2 separate regions of the Canis lupus genome follow, and region 2 is linked to region 1. The links are chromatin contacts, called in public Hi-C maps. All regions are on one chromosome and are shown on one strand. Each heading gives the region's core, a stretch centred on a gene start, on an enhancer-like site or on the middle of the called end of the contact. The rest is flanking DNA. Distances are from core to core; before and after follow the strand shown. Region 1 holds the start of TASL (TLR adapter interacting with SLC15A4 on the lysosome). Region 2 has its middle 13 kb from the start of GK.

Region 1 (2,956 bases), core at 302-2,801:
GTTTCCTTAGCATTGTAATTATGTAGAAGACTGCCCTTTTTCTTAGGAGGTAAATGCTCAAGAATCTGAAGGTGATGTGTCCTAAAGTCACCAAAGAAACTATCTATATATATTTGTGTGTGTGTGTGTGTATGTGTGTGCGTGTGTATGAAGATAATGAGAAGGTAAATATGGCAACGTGCTACAACTGATTAACTGATGGAAATATGGGTGTTCAATGTACTATTCTTTCCATTTTAATATAGGTTTGAAACTTGGCAAAAATGAAAACCAGAAGGAAAATAACTATTTAGCTAATGAAGTTACATTACAATTACAATTTAGTTACATCCTGTCATGTTGGTGAAGTGCTTAGAGTGACAGTACTGCGTATATCGAAGATAATCCCCAGGTATGTGATTAGAAATGTTTCAGTAACTTGAAAGAGCTATTGAAACACCACTTTGCCGTGAGATAACAGAATTTAGTGCACTACCTTTGTATATCCCCTAAATTACCATTACGATGTGAATGTTTTATACAAATTTCAAATGCTCACCATTCCTCCCAGAAGCTTTTCATGCTCAGAAACACACTGTTAACTACACTGACCTATGCAAGAAGTGTTCCAAAAATATCGGTCTGAATACTCTGGCCAAATCCGGTCTATACTGAAGCACAGATGGATGTGCGCAAGAAAAAGTATGTTTGAGCAGATCTACAGATAATTCAAACAAAAGCCCACCTGTGCGAGTCTTTAACACCAGCGTGTAGGCTTTCCCCAAATCAGCCAGATGGCAATTCGAAAAGCAACAGCGCTGTAGGTCACCTTCGCTTTGAGTATGCCCTGCTACACAGGAAAACACTTATCTCAAGCTCTCGGAATGAATAATTGAGAGTCAGAGCCAATTGGAATTTACTGTAATTGTACTCATTTCAAAAACTATATCACTGTAACTAAATTCTAGGTTTCTCCTGTCCCAAGCAAAATTCTGATCAGGTTCTTAGGCCTCCTTTTAAAAACACAGAAGCTAAATCTCTGCAGCGATACTGCGTGAGGACTGCCTCAATCACACAACAGGAGCCGGATCTGACCCGTCCAAATTGTTAGGTCAAAAACATTTTTTAGAAATGCCAAAATGTGAACATGAGGAGGTCAGAGAAGGGAGTGTTTGACTTCATTTCTCTTTACCGTCCCCCTCCATGGAATGCTTGCATCCATTCCCGCTCACCTCTGATTTGGTCAACGAAAAAAGCATCTTAGATGTTATGATTGCATCTGGCTTTGGATGAGAAAAGACTAAAAAAGGGAGGAGAGAGGTGACAGAAGCACTTATAGGGCCTGTTGCCTCCTTTTTCTTACCTTCACTAACCAATCTGCTCCTTTGGTCCGGAAGAAACAGCAATCGACCATATAGAGGTGAATAAGCCAGCCAGTGCTTTTTTTTCAGAAATGTGTGCAAGCCTTCCAGTGGTACGACCAAGAAACTAAGTGGCTCATTGCATGGCCATTCTTCTTATAACTGATCCCATGGAAAGGGAGTTGTTTTTGCTCAAGTCTGATTTGTGCTCAAGAACAGTGGGAAGTCCCAGGAAGGGGGAGGCAATAACTGACAAACCCACATTGAGCCACAGAATGGTGTTTCTTCCCCTTTTTTGAAAAATGAAACCTATCTATGAAACTGTCTCTTGTTAAAATAGTTGATTGCTATGTTTTATATAAGAACCCGAACAACATAAATTTACTCCTCTAACAGTAAATTCTCTGGGATCCCTTTATCAAAGGAGAGCCAGTGTCAAGCAGGATTTAGAAAATTCTCAGTTTCATTGCTGACCTATAATTTTTGAGAAGTATTCTCAGATTTGTACTCACAATCAAAAAAAATGCAAATGAAAACTGTTTTCTCTCTCAAATTAACCAAGGTTAAAAAAGAAGGTGTGATAATACACTGGGTGGGCAAGGTTGTGGAGAAACAGGCACTCTCCTATGTAGTGGTGAGATTGTAGACATTTCTAGAGGGCCTTTTCCCAGCATCTGTTGACTTTTTTCCCCAAACTTTTACATATCCATATCCTCTGACCCAACGACTTTATTTGTATAAATTCACCTATGTCACATATGTACACTTGTGCACAGAAACATTGAAAGGTTATTTGTTGCAGCATTAGGGATGCATCAATAGGATATGAGCTAAGTAAATGTAGAGCTTTATAGAGTACTACACAGTGTTAGAGTGATCTGGCTTTGCATGGAATCATTGGAAAAGATATCCAGGATATATTGTTCAGCAAAAACATATAATATGCTCCAATTTGTATCTTTAAAAGAATTTGTGTGTGTATGTGTGTGTGTGTGTGTGTGTGTGTGTGTTTGCTTACACAGAGTAGTTCTATAGGGAGATGCAAGAAAGAAGCAATTGCCTTTTTAAAAAATTCTTTATTTAAATTCAATTTCATGGGCAGCCCCGGTGGCTCAGTGGTTTAGCGCCGCCTTCAGTCCAGACAGAGAAGCAGGCTCCCCACGGGGAGCCCGACCTGGGACTTGATCCCAGAACTCTGGGATCACACCCTGAGCTGAAGGCAAATGCTCAACCACTGAGCCACCCAGGCGTCCCTGATGCTCACCTCTTGATATCATCCCCTTGCAGAGTCCCCTGCCCACACTGAACCATGAGTGACCATTAGAATAATGTGGAAGTGATAGGGGGATCCCTGAGTGGCTCAGCGGTCTAGCGCCTGCCTTTGGCCCAGGGCATGATCCTGGAGACCCAGGAACGAGTCCCACGTCGGGCTCCCTGCGTGGAGCCTGCTTTTCCCTCTGCCTGTGTCTGTCTCTGTCTCTGTCTCTCTCTCATGAATAAATAAATAAAATCTTTAAAAATAAATAAGTAAATAAATTCAATTTCATGAACACAGATTGTATTATTAGTTTCAGAGGTAGAATTTAGTGATTCATCAGTTGCATATAACACTTAGT
Region 2 (2,798 bases), core at 239-2,738, 59 kb after region 1:
GATCCTCGTTTCTGCTGTTAAAGATATCCAATCCTTTTTTATAATTACAGATGTTCTTCATCAGATTAGTACTACACAGTTAATGTTTTTTATTATCCTCGACATTTCTGAAGCATGGGTCATGCAGACTCTGTTTTCACCAACGAGTCACTTAACACAGCAGTTTCCCATCCATTATCTCATTTGAGACTCACACCAACAATGTGAGACAGGTCAAGTTCCAGACTTGTGACTTCAGAGATGAACATGTGTAAGAAGTAAGCCCAAGGTCACTGAGCCAGTAACTGCTGAAAATAAGTCTCAAGCTCCAATTCAGAAGTCTCTCCGTCTCCTTTTTGGATTGCGTTAAGAAAACAGTGAAGGGGCTCAGTCAGTCAAGTGTCTGCCTTTGGCTCAGGTCATGATCCCAGGTCCTGGGATCAAACCTCATGGGGCTCCCTGCTCAGGGGGGAGCCTGCTTCTCCCTCTCCCTCTACCTGCCCCTCCCCCTGCTTGTACTCTCGCTCACTCTCGCTCTCTCTCTCTCCCTCTGTCAAATAAATAAAATCTTTTAAAATTTTTTTTGTATATTTTTTATTGGACTTCGATTTGCCAACACATAGTATAACACCCAGTGCTCACCCCATCAAGTGCCACCCTCAGTGCCCGTCACCCAGTCACCCCATCTTCCCACCCTCCTCCCCTTCCACTACCCCTTGTTCGCTTCCCAGAGTTAGGAGTCTCTCATGTTCTGTCTCCCTCTCTGATATTTCTCACTCATTTTCTCTCCTTTCCCCTTTAATCCCTTTCGCTATTTTTTTATATTCCCCAAATGAATGAGACCATATAATGTTTGTCCTTCTCCAATTGATTTACTTCATTCAGCAAAATACCCTCCAGTTCCATCCACGTCGAAGCAAATGGTGGGTATTTGTCATTTCTAATGGCTGAGTAATATTCCATTGTATACATAAACCACATCTTCTTTATCCATTCATCTTTCGATGGACACCGAGGCTCCTTCCACAGTTTGGCTATTGTGGACATTGCTGCTAGAAACATTGGGGTGCAGGTGTCTCGGTTTTTTTAAAAAAAATTAACACAGAAAATGAGGAGTGATCTCCAAGTTTTCTTCCAACACATATATACTGTCATCCAAGGCTGTTAATTAGGGAAGCAACTTACATTTAATTTAAGGTACAATATTCATACTTGATCATTGCAGTTTCCATCTTTTACTGATGGTGGCAGTGGTTGTCTCTGTAGACACCAGAACTTTTGGAGTTAGAACAATACTGTTAGATTTCACAAAACCTTTATTAGGTCTACTACATGTTGTATATGGCATGTATATGTTGTGTAAGTGGAAATGAAGCGTAACATTGTTTTACGTCAGAATATAGTAATAGCCTCTTTTTTTTTTTTTTTTTAAGTGCACCATGGGGATGTCACTGGCCCTGAGGTCAGAATTCCTGTCAGGTGATTTGTGCAACTCCAAACCAATTCTTTACACTAGAATGTTACGACATTGCTGTTGGCTGCCACCACTGAGTCCACGTCAGTTCTCTAAGTAGGTTAGAGGTCATCCTGCACATATATATCCTGCACATATACACTATTTTATTGCCTACATGAACTTTTCGTTATTTTTAAAGATTTTATTTACTTACTTTTAGAGCAAGAGTGAGGGAAGGCACAGAGGGAGAGAATATCCAAGCAGACTCCCCCACTGAGCACAGAGCCCATGATGGGGCTCAATCCCATGACCCATGAGATCAGGACCTGCGCTGAAACCAAGAATCAGGTGCTCAACCGACTGAGCCACTTAGGGCTCCCAGCAGTGTGAACCTTTAAAAGTAGAGTTCATGGATGGGAATAAGACACTCTGGTCTACCTAGGAGACGCAAGATTTTGTATACTTTCATAAGCAGAGTTAGTCTTGGGCAAAAACTGTGAAGGTTATGTCATTTATCCTCCAGCCCCTCTTTTCTTCCAGATCCTCTCCTTGACCTTTTGCCCAGTTTTTTCCTATCAGGAGGAGCCGGATCTGAGAGGCAAAATGTAGAGGAAAGAGCATAGCTTTGGAATCAAACCCCCCCCCCAAAAAAAAACCCTCTGTTGTCATTCCTACTCTGCTATTTTGAATTTGATTGACCCCAAATTGGACCTGGTTTCCTCACTTTTAAATGGCGATGAATAATAGCTTATGAAGGTTGCCAGAAAATAAAACAAATAGGGAAGTATTTATGTAATTTATACATTTAGGTTATTAATATACCAGGATCTGAACCTAAATATTTTATGCATTGCTCCTTACAGCAATTTGTGAATAACCCCAGGGTCTTTGCATGTGCTGCTGGCTGTGCTAGATGACATCTGCCTTTAACCCTCAGGATTCAGATTCTAGAAAGATGGTTAAAATTTCCCTCTTTGAGGCTCCAATAGCACTTGTGCTTACTTCTCTTTGGTCTTTTAAAAAATATTTATTTATTTATTTTGAGAGAGAGACAGAGACAGAGATAGTGACAGAGAGCACGAGTGGGAGGAGAGGGAGAAGCAGCCTCCCCACTGAGCAGGGAGCCCAACACAAGACTCAATCCCAGGACCCCAGGATCATGACCTGAGCCATACTGAGCCACCCAGGAGCCCCTTCTCTTTGGTCTTTACCACATGTTGCAATTCCCATTTACCTGTCTATATCTCCCTCTAGACAAACTAGAGTCTTTTGGGAGCAGACACCTTGAGGACATGCATTTTTAAAGGTCCAGAAAAAATATAGGATGACCAAGAGATAACTAATATGCAGGGAATAGGAGGGA

What was found. A called contact is a pair of places that touch in the nucleus more often than the background predicts.
Region 2: a Hi-C map of skin fibroblasts shows a contact between it and region 1, with 1.7 times the contacts expected there. The contact joins the enhancer-like site here to the promoter of TASL in region 1. A contact is called at or near these places in 2 of 9 Hi-C or Micro-C datasets (liver and skin fibroblasts).

What each region holds. Positions count from the first base shown.
Region 1 is chrX:25,842,073-25,845,028 of UU_Cfam_GSD_1.0, forward strand. It overlaps TASL (TLR adapter interacting with SLC15A4 on the lysosome), which reads right to left and starts at 1,552. Exons shown (of 4, transcript XM_038587132.1): 1 at 1,343-1,552.
Region 2 is chrX:25,900,778-25,903,575 of UU_Cfam_GSD_1.0, forward strand. No RefSeq gene overlaps it. Among named protein-coding and RNA genes, the nearest start is that of GK, 13 kb to the right of the region's middle. Within about 2 kb of position 1,489, at least 2 of the 20 cell types and tissues checked have an H3K27ac peak or open chromatin away from gene starts, as enhancers often do.